Regions from separate parts of the Ovis aries genome. Here region 1 is linked to region 2. Evidence: chromatin contacts called from public Hi-C data. All regions are on one chromosome and are shown on one strand. Each heading gives the region's core, a stretch centred on a gene start, on an enhancer-like site or on the middle of the called end of the contact. The rest is flanking DNA. Distances are from core to core; before and after follow the strand shown.

Evidence for each region. Hi-C and Micro-C count contacts between places; a contact is called where the count stands out from the background.
Region 1: a Hi-C map of liver shows a contact between it and region 2, with 2.9 times the contacts expected there. The contact joins the enhancer-like site here to the promoter of KLF2 in region 2. A contact is called at or near these places in 9 of 16 Hi-C or Micro-C datasets (blood, hypothalamus, liver and 5 more).

The regions. Positions count from the first base shown.
Region 1 is chr5:6,549,276-6,554,476 of ARS-UI_Ramb_v3.0, forward strand. No RefSeq gene overlaps it. Among named protein-coding and RNA genes, the nearest start is that of AP1M1, 51 kb to the right of the region's middle. Within about 2 kb of position 1,451, at least 8 of the 54 cell types and tissues checked have an H3K27ac peak or open chromatin away from gene starts, as enhancers often do. A contact at or near this core is called in liver, where this site is marked.
Region 2 is chr5:6,463,880-6,469,226 of ARS-UI_Ramb_v3.0, forward strand. It overlaps KLF2 (KLF transcription factor 2), which reads right to left and starts at 3,725. Exons shown (of 3, transcript XM_015095770.4): 1 at 3,556-3,725; 2 at 2,546-3,371; 3 at 1,343-2,026. The coding sequence starts at 3,630. The coding sequence ends at 1,851.

The sequences.
Region 1 (5,201 bases), core at 201-2,700, 83 kb after region 2:
GGCCCCGGGGTCCGAGAGCAGGGGCCGACTCTGAGCCCCAGTGAGCTCTTGAGTATTTTTATCTCACTTCTGCGTTTCACTTTTACTGGTCGTGGGCGACATGTACATGTCAGTCAGGCTCCAAGCAGTAGCTGCTGCGTCTGGGCTGGTTCCCTTGTGTGTCGATCAGGGGTGGGGATTGGGGGCGGGCACGCAGGCTCGGGTTTGAATTCTATCCCCACCATCAGCGGGCTGTGTGGCCTCTGGAGCGATCCTCAGCCCCTCTGAGCCTCCTGAGAGGGGCGTGGGGTGCAGGAGGGGACCTTGGGCCTGGGTTCTGATGCCACCCTGCTTCTGGCCCGCCGTGCAGCCTCAGGCAAGTCCCTTCTCCACTCTGGACCTCAGTTCTCTTCTCTGTAAGATGGGAATAACTGCGACCACGTCCTTGGAATGTTGCTTCTCTGACCCAGAGGTTGTTTGGGGTCTGGTTGGGTGGTTGTCCGGGGGAGGTGAGGTGTCCTGGAGACTTGGAACCAACGGGGTGTCCTTGAACTTGAGAAGCTTGAGCTTGTATGAGGCTAGTTTAAAATGCAGATTCCTGAGCTCCCCACTCACCCAAATCACATATATTGACCTCCCCACTCCCAGCCTCTTGGGAAGCAGAGGTGCTCTCTCCTGGGCTGCAGTCCTCATTTTGTCCCCAATAAAACTTGACTCGCAACTCAAAAAATAAAAGGCGGATTCCCAGGCACTTCCCATGGTGTGGAGGGAGCAGGGGAGGGTTGGCCCTCAGGTGTCGGCAGATGCCATGTCAGGCCGAGAAACCTCAGGAAACGCTCTAGAACCTGTGAGTGTGGTTGGAGACCGGTGAGTGTTTCCTGAGCGGCTTCCCTGGTGACTCAGCCGGTGAAGAATCTGCCTGTGACACCGGAGATGCGCATTCGATCCCTGGGTTGGGAAGAGCCCCTGGAGGAGGGCATGGCAACTCACTCCAGTACTCTTGCCTGGAGAATCCCATGGGCAGAGGGGCCTGGTGGGCTGGAGTCCGTAGGGTAGCAAAGAACTGGACAGGACTAGAGCAACTGAGCGCACGCTGTTTCCTGGGACAGGACCGGGGAGAGCTATGGGGAGGGAAACACCAAGGCCCGGAGAGGCGAAGTCGTTTGCCCTGGGTCGCTCAGCCAGCCAGGGGCAGCACTGAGATTGAATGGGGTGGGGGAATCGCGCACACAGGCCCCGGCCTCTCCAGCGAGCCTGGCGCTCTGGTGCACCCCGCTCTGAGCATCTGGCCCAGGGGCCACAGGGCTGCCGAGGAACATGAAGCTTCGTGCTTCCCCCGGGAACAACTGGCAGCCCAGTCAGGGTTTATATAGCGGCTCCCAAAATATCAGGCTGCGGATAGGCTGAGGCTGCCGAGGGTGCGGCGGGCCAATGCCGTGGCTTCCTGTCCTGCCAAGATGTTTCCTGCTGATAGCTGGGCCCAGTGGCCTTATCTGTGACCCTGGGGCCACCAGGAGGACACCCCCCGTAACAAGGGGACAGACTGTTCTAGGCCCCAGGGAAGGGGCTGCAGGGACCCAGGAGGGGGTCAGGGTGAGCAGCCCACTGAGGGTGCTGGGTAGTTAGGTCCACTCTCAAGCTCTGAGATGGAGTGGAGCCCGACTACCCCGAGTGGGGCTGCGGCTCTGCAGCTACCGTGACTGTGTGACCCTCAGGAGCTGAGTCCCTCTCAGAGTCATCCTCATCCATCAAACGGGGATAGTGGTGGCTTCATTTTCACTTAACATTCCCCACCCTAGCCCTCCCAGCCTGCCCGTCAAGGAGCCCCCAGTCTGGGGGAGATGCCCCCTGCACACACAGCCCTACAGGCTCAGGGTTCAGCTAGAAGGAGGCTGGAGGAATCCAGGTGTCTGTCTAGGATGACTGCCTGGAGGAATAGTGTCATAGCTAGGGTGTAGCGGATATGTAGGAGTTCATCAGGCAGAAGGCATGGAAGGGATGACCAGGCTGAGGGAACAGTGTGTGAAGGCTTAGAGTCAAGTGACACTCTCCCTGTTTCACAGAAAAGGAAGCTGAGATTCCAAGAGGGGGTGATTCCATGGCTCTGAAACCTGGCACTTCCTCCTAGATCTGCCAACCAAGACCTGAGCTCCTGGGAGAGGACTTATTCCCTCTTGGTTGAGACCCTGGGATCTGGGGAACTTTTTTTTTTAAATTTCAAAATAGATTTTATTGCAACCAAAATAATAACATTAGTTCATTCACATAATAAGCTATATATATGTGTGTATGCACATTTTAAATTATAGGCAATAAAAGGAATAATATTTTCTAGGAAATAAAATTCATTTTGGCAGAGAGTATAAAATTAAAGTTGCCTCTAGTCATAACTCAACATCCTCAATTTTGTATAAGCGTGACACATTCTCTTGCCTTGCTGTGTCCTGCTCAGTCACTGTGTCTACTGCTTTATGAGAAGGATACACTGTGATTAAATATTACTCATTTCACTCTGATTCTCAAAACAGTCTTTCACCTCTGACTCTCACTGGCTCCACTATGGTCCTCTGAGCCCTGGTGCCTGAGTCTGGCGGCTCTGCAGGGAGAAGCAGGGAGGGACGGGGGTCAGTGATGCATCTCCAGGTTCCAGCTGAGGTCTGAGACAGGGTCGCTGGCCCTGCCGCTGTTTTGCCCTCTGGCTTCAGGGACGTGGTCCACACCTCCCCGCCCGTGGAGGCAGGGGCCAAGATGCCGCAGAAAACCAGGGTCCCAGGACGATTTCTCCAGGAGGACCCAGCCCCTGCCTGCTGGGCCCATATCTCCCTCACTGGCTCAAGTTTAGAGCTTTTGTGCAGAACACAGGGAGGGTCAATGGGGTGAGAGGTGAGGGAACCGCTGGCTTTCATCTCCTCTTTCATTTTTAAGAGACGTGAGTGAAATATGGAACTTTGTTCATAAATCAGTGCTACCTCTGTGGGGCCTCAGCCATCTGGGTCTGCGTGCTCAATCATGTCCGACTCTTTGCCACTCCGTGGACTGCAGCCCGCCCGGCTCCTCTGTCCACGAAATTCTCCAGGCAGGAATACTGGAGTGGGTTGCCGTTTCCTCATTCAGGGGATCTTCCCGACCCAGGGATCGAACCCAGGCCTCTTGCATCTCCTGCATTAGCATGTGGGTTCTCTACCACTGCGCCACCTGGGAAGCCCCACTCAAACAAATACATATACATGAATATTCACAACAGCATTTTCACAGTAGCCAGAAAGTGGAAACAAACCAAATACCCATTGATGGGTGAAAGGTAAACAAAACGTGGTCCATCATACGGGGAAATATTGCTCAGCCATAAAAATGAATGAAGCCTGATACAAGACACAGTGTGGATGAACCTCAAATTCATCACCCAGAGCGAAAGAAGCCAGATACAGAAAGTCACAGAGTGCATAATTCCATTTATATGAAGCGTCCAGAAGAGGCAAATTCATCAAGACAGGAAGCAGCCTAGTGGCTCCAGGGGCTGAGGGAGGGGTTACGAGAAGGGACTGCTCATGAGAACAGGGTTCCCTTTTGGGGTGATGAAAATGGTCTACAATTAGATACTGCTGGCGGTTGCACAATTTTGTAAATGCACAAAGTGCCCCTGAATTGTTTGTTCACTTTAAGATGGTTCGTTTCATGTCATGTGAATTTCAGCTCACTTACCAAAAAAAAAAAAAAGATTTTTTAGCTGTGTGGCAGTGTCCTGGGGCTGGTTTCTGGTGGGGGGGGGGGATGTTTAAATTTTCAAATGGTGGAGCCTTGTGCTATGATCTGATTTTCTTGGCTGAGGACGGGATGTGCCCCTGCTCATTAGGCAGTCAATTCGCCATAGGAAGATCTGCTTGTAGAGCTGGGCAAGGTGGTCCCACCCTGCTGTAATGAAATGCCTGCATGCTTTAGCTCTGCCTGCCTGCTGGACCTTGCGCTACACATGCCCCCCTCCAACAACCAGCTCCCAGTCCCCTCACAGAATCCTCCTAAGGGCCATTGTGAGCCCATTTTCCAGATGATGGGTTGAGGCTAAGATTCCCTTGGTCACCCAGACAGATGGCAAGCAGCCGAGTCCCGGTTGTTCTCAGGTCCAGCTGGCTCCAGCACTGTGTGCTTGGTATACCTCCCCAGCCCTCACTTTCGGATCTAGGGTCCCTCCCTCCCCCAGGCAGCGGTATGGTGGGGGCTGCAATGTGACCATATGCCTCCACACACACCCACTCACGTGGCTGGACTCCTGCTGCCCTGGGTCTTCTGGGAAGCCGTGCCAGGTGCAACCTGTTTCTCTTGGAAGGGAGCAGAGCCAGAAGTGGGATGGGAAATGCTCTCAGCACCTGATTGCAGGCGGGGTGGGGGATGGGCTCTGCGGGAACTGCTTGGGGGAGCAGCTGGGAACATTCTGAGCTTCGAGGGAGGAGGGCCAGGGCAGCCCCTGCTGGGTGAACACCAGGCACAACACTCCTGCTCTCCAACCTCAGTTTTCTGCCATGAAATGGGCTTTATGAGAGCTACTGCCTCTCAGAGCAAATCTGAAGGATTACTGTGGTTTAGTTGCTAGTTCGTGTCCGACTCTTTACAACCTCATGGACTATAGCCCGCCAGGCTCCTCTGTCCGTAGCATTTCCCAGCAAGAATTTTGGATCCTCTTCTCCAGGGGATCTTCTTGATCCTGAGATCAAACCCATGTGTCCTGCATTGGCAGGTGGATTCTTTACCACTGAGCCACCTGGGAAGCCCAGTGTGAGGGATGGATGAGACAACTAGGGGTTCAGGCAAGGGGGAGCCCTGCGTGGCAGGTGAAAGTTGGGACAGGGAGGACTGTTTGGATCCTAGATGGGACAAGCGAGAGACACTCTGGGCTTCAGATGGTAAAGAATCTGCCTGAGATGCAGGAGACCTGGGTTCAATCTCTGGGTCAGGGAGATCCCCTAGAGAAGGGAATGGCAACCCACTCCAGTATTCTTGCCTGGAGAATCCCACGGACAGAGGAACCTGGTGGGCTACAGTCCATGGGGTCGCAAAGAGCCGCACACCACTGAGCAATTAACACTTTCCCCGGGGGTCTTTGGTTAAAACTGCACTTCCACTGCAGGGGCCAGGGGTTCGATCTCTGGTCAGAGGAAGTTCCGCATGCCTCACGGTGCAGCCAAAAAGAAAAAAATAGCAAACAGTATGTTTTGGCAGTTCCTCAA
Region 2 (5,347 bases), core at 2,475-4,974:
TCTGAAACCAGTTCCAAGCTAAGAAGGGGTGTTTCCAGAGATGGAGGGGGCCGTGCTCTGCTCTGGAATAGTTTTATTTTTTTTCAAAAGCTGCAGAGAGAGGATACAGAGGCTCACACACGTACACTCGCATGCCCTGCATCGCTAGCGGAAGTGGGTCCAGGCTATTGACTCAAGAAAGATGAATCAGATTGTCATCTTCCATTTCTGCTTTTTGTGGATTGCCAAACACTCTCAGCTGTTTCCAGGGCTGCTGGGGAGGCAGGGAGGCGGGGGGTAGTGGTAGGAAGGATGAAGAGAGGGAGGGAGGGAGGAAATCCCAGCCTCTGTCGCAACAGGGCAAGAGTGTTTTTAAAACAGGCACTGCTTACAAGCTATTTTCACTTTCTGCAAACAACTTGTGCAATTGTTAGTGGCCATAGTTACCCACCCAGGGCTCCGAGAAGGGGGAAGAGGAGGGGGAACCTGGCAGGGAGCAGTACCTCCGTGCCTGATCCGAGGCATCCAGGGGGCTGTGTGGGGATCCTGTCTTGCTCACGAGGTAGACTTCTGGAGTGGATACCTCCAACTGTCAAGGCTGGGGCTCTGATGTGACTGTTGTCACACAAGGGCTGCAGGGGAGGGTCTTCTAACCCTCCAACACCAGCAGCAGGTGGCTTGTTACAGAAATCCCTCTAGTGGGATCTGGGGACCCTTGGGAAGCAGACAGACCAGGCTGACACCTTGACATCACTGTTCCATAGCTACCTCTCTGGGCCTCTTGTTTTCTCCTCTGGAAAAGAATACTCACCATTCATGACCCTCAAATATGGATTTCCTTTTTTTTTCTAACAGGATGGGGAACTCATCTTAAAAAAAAAAAAAAATCTGCTAAAAGGCAAGACCAGTGAAAGGCAATGCAGGTCAGAAACTCAGCATTTTACCCCTTCCAAAAAAAAAAAAAAAAAAAAAGTCTGTGCTTTACAAAAGTTTGGCTAAAACCTCAGAAGCTTCCAAAAAGAGGTAAGACTTTTTTTCAGCCTAGAGAAGGCCACGTCAGTGGGACTAGCAAGCAGTTTCTCCAGCTCTAGGGAAAAGCAGGCAATTTATGGTTCAGGGAACAACCTTAAAATAGCTCCTTCAGTCCTAAAATGTAGTGTTTAAATTTATAGAAAAACCCACAGGTTCCTGGCAGCTGGGGGCTGCAACTGGCAACCCTGGGTGCTAGCTGGGGCAGGACCCCCTCCCCCTCACCCAGACTCTGCCAGGCTGTCCTCCATCTAAAAGCTGCCTGTCCCCACATCCTCTCACCCCTCCCAAGTGTCCCAAGCCCCCAGTTATCCAAGAGGCCGGATCAGAGCTGTGATTTTTTTTTTCAAACGATGCAAAACCTTTTTTTTTAATTAAAAAAAAAACAGCAAAATCTTATAAAAATGTTCTACTAGGTAGTCAAAATGCCCACTTGTCTTATTTACAATAATACAATATGTCACAGTTTCTATGTACAATATTATAAAAACCGTTGCACAGTACGAGTTAAGGCGTTATTTTTCACAAGGCATCAAGCCTCGGTCCTCTAGTGTAGACCCGGTGGGGCTGGGGGAAGACGACGCTTAATTATTGCACCATTTTGAAAACAAAACTCGTCAAGGAGGATCGTGGTCTTCTCCCACCGGGCCTTCAGTCTCTGCTGGGGGTCGGGCATCGTGGGGGGGGGGGCGGTAGGGGAGGGGCGCCCCCTCGGTGGCCACGCTGTGCCCGGCCCCGGTCCTCTGGGCCCAATAAATACCAGTCACAGTTTGGAAGGGGGCCGTGCCCGGCGCGTGGGACCCGCCACGGCCGCGCGCGGGTGGGGGTGGGGGGCGTCCGGGCTACATGTGCCGCTTCATGTGCAGCGCCAGGTGGTCGGAGCGCGAGAAGGCACGGTCGCACAGGTGGCACTGGAAGGGCCGGTGGCCCGTGTGCTTGCGGTAGTGGCGCGTGAGCTCGTCCGATCGCGCGAACTTCCAGCCGCAGCCTTCCCAGTTGCAGTGGTAGGGCTTCTCGCCTGCAGGGAGAGGGCGAGAGCGGGTCTTAGTTTTCCTCCGGTACTCACCCCGCTGCTTAGTGGCTACTCGGGTGCGCACATCCTACCCTTAACCAGCTCTCCGAAGTGCTCCCGGCTACTTTTTGAACCCGTAGGCATCCTAGGCACAGGATCCCTCACTCCCCGGTCTCGCGATCCTCACTCCCCGGGTGTCCGAGGCGCACCCTGTCCGGACGCTCCTCGGTGTCTAGAGCCACGCCCCCAGGGGGCCCCTAAGCCTGCACTCTCTCCGCAACAGTCCGAGACACAGGGTCCCCCTAGGTTTCCTAAGTGCTCACCCCTGCCCAAAGTCCCGAGCCACGCTCCCAGGAGGATCCTAGGGGCGCACTCACGCCCCCGGTTCCCGAACCACGCCCCCAGGGGGCTTTCTAAGACCTCGCCCCCTGCCCAACCCTCGCGCTACGCCCTCTGGGGGTTCCTAAGCACGCCCTTCCGCTAGCGCGCCCCCGCAGTGGTCCCCGGCCCGTGCTCGGCGCCCACCTGTATGCGTGCGCAGGTGCGCCTTGAGGTGCGAGCTCTTGGTGTAGGTCTTGCCGCAGCCCGCGTAGCTGCAGGTGTGCGTGGCCGTGCGTTTCCGCGGCCAGGACCGGCGGCCGCGCTTGGGCTTGGCCTCCAGCAGCTCCAGCGGAGACGCAGGCGGCGTGAGGAGACCTCGGGCGGCGGGTGGCGCCAAACCCAGAGCCGCCGCGGCGGCGGCCGCGTCGTCAAAGAGACCGAAGGCGGCGGGCGCGGACGGCGCGTAATGCAGGCCGGGCCCGGGCGCGCCGAAGCCCGGGCCGCCGAAGGGAGGCGGGAAGGGGGCGCGCGGGCCGGGTGCAGGCAGGCGCGCGGGGCCATCAGGGCTGAGCGGTGGCGTGTCGGCCGGTGGCGGGGGCCGGCCCCCGGGGCCTCGCATGCACGCGGCTGCCGGGCCCGGGGCGCCTTCGCGCTTGAGGCCCCGTGGTCCGCGGGCCAGGCCGGGCGGGCAGCCGTAGCCGCCGCCGCCACCGTCCGCCTCGGGGGGCTCAGCCTTCACTAGGCGGCCCGGCGGCGCCAGCAGAAAGCGACCGTGCAGCGCGGGTCCCGGTGGCACGTCCAGTTCGGGCCGCAGCAGCTCGGACACCAAACCGCCCGCGGGGGCGCCATAGGGAGGCGGCGCGCCGGGGTCCGGGTAGTAGAACGCGGGCGGCGGGGGCGGCGGGGGCGGCGGGGGCTCCGGGGCGGACTCAGCTCCCAGGCCGTCCAGCCCCATGGACAGGATGAAGTCCAACACGTTGTTGAGGTCGTCGTCGGTGCCGCCTGCCTCGGGCTCGGTGCGCGGCCAGCGCTGCGGGTGACAGGGCGATAGGCGCGGGAGTGAGCGCGCGGTGGGGTGGGGATCGCGGCCCGCTACCCGCCTTCCATCACCCTGAGCCCGCCGTGCCTGCCGCCTGCGTTCTCCTACCCCGCAGCCCACGTTCTGCTACCCTGAGCCAGCCGCCCCCGCCGCCCGCGGTCCCTGCCGCCCTCACCTCCTGCAGGCCGCGCTCCCGGCACGGGTTAGCGAAAGTGGAGAAGGACGGGAGGATGGGCTCGCTCAGCGCCATGGCTGGGACCTGGGGCTGACGCGGACTCGGGACACCGGTGAGAGGCTGCCCGAAGCCGGGCTGGTCGGGGCGCGGGCGGGCGGGGACGGCTCTGCGGGCCGCGGCCGGGCCCGCCCAAGCCTTATAGGCGCGGCGCGCGCGGGGGCCGGGCCAAGGCGGCGGCGGCGGAAACGCGTCCCGGATGGGGACGAGCTCCGGGCGCAGCCTAAATTTAGCCGCGGTATATAAGCCGGCGGGCGGCGGCGGCGGCCGTGGCCACTGAGGCCGCCAGGGCCCTGCACGGCCGGCTCGGCCCCGAGCGCCAACAGCCAGGCCGCGCCCCCCCCCCGGGCCCGCCCCCGCCCGTCTCCCAGGCGACGGCGTCAACACACGCCGCACAACAGCAGCGTGACGCTCAGGGATCCCCGCTGTCCCTTCGTGGGCTCCCGCCTGCGTGAGGACAGGGAGGACCCGGAGCGGGGAATAGCGTCGGGGACCCGGGACTGTGAATGGACCAGGATCCCTGACGGATGGGGAGATGGGCCCCGCAGTCACAGAAGGGTCCCCCAAATCCTTGATGGATGGGGGTAACGGGTCCGGCGAGCTCAGGGTGGTGTTCCCTGGACTCATGATGGATGGAGAGACTCAGCGACTCATTTCCTTGGGACCCACCAAGCCCTGATCTACTGCTAGGTCCACCACTCTGCTCGCATGATGATACCAAGAAGTGTTAAGTTTTTGAGAGGCTCCGTCTCAAGGAAGCCCTTCAGGGAGGGGAAACTGAGATTCCGAACGTGCTGGGAGAGGCTTGAGGTCTGACAGCTGTCCACAGGCTTGGTGCCTTTTCTGACTCATGTAAGTGAAGAGACTCAAGACAAGGAATCTGACAATATAGACCCAGAACAGCGGGGCCGGTGGCAACAAACCTCCGCTGGGAGCCTCTTAAACACGGCCCCCTAGGTGCCTCACACCATGCTTGAGGACCTGCCAGGAAGGGACTGTCCCTTCTGCTGTTACTGCGTGCTGTTCTCTGTGGGCACTGGAAACGCATTTGCCAACAGGCAGACAAATCCCTGCCTTCGAGGCTTTCACTGTAATGAGGGGTGGGGGGTGGGGAGGAGATGTCAAATGAACAGCTATTTAGGGGAAAGCAGGGGCCGGAGAAGGCAATGGCACCCCACTCCAGTACTCTTGCCTGGAAACTCCCATGGACAGAGGAGCCTGGTGGGCTGCAGTCCATGGGGTCGCTAAGAGTCTGAGACGACTGAGCGACTTCACTTTCACTTTTCACTTTCATGCATTGGAGAAGGAAATGGCAACCCACTCCAGCGTTCTTGCCTGGAGAATCCCAGGGATGGAGGAGCCTGGTAGGCTGCCGTCTATGGGGTCGCGCAGAGTCGGACACGACTGAAGCGACTTAGCAGCAGCAGCAGCAGCAGCAGGGGCTGGAGATAGGTCGTGAGTGTGTGTGAGACGGGGAGAGAGAGAATGTGTGGAATTTTGAACCTCACCCAAGAGGAGATGTGTGAGTCAAGATGTGGGGGGAAGGGGAGCCAAGTGGTTATCAAAGGGAGAGTATCTCATGGTGTAACCTGGAGCCGGTATCCAGCCTTGGCCTCTTGATACCAGCACTCACATTCAGGCTTGGAGGTGTCCATGATCAGGTAGTGTCCCACAGCCAGGCGGGGAGGGGTGCAGGCAGCTCCTAACCTGAAAACCTTCCCTGGGGTCCGGAGAC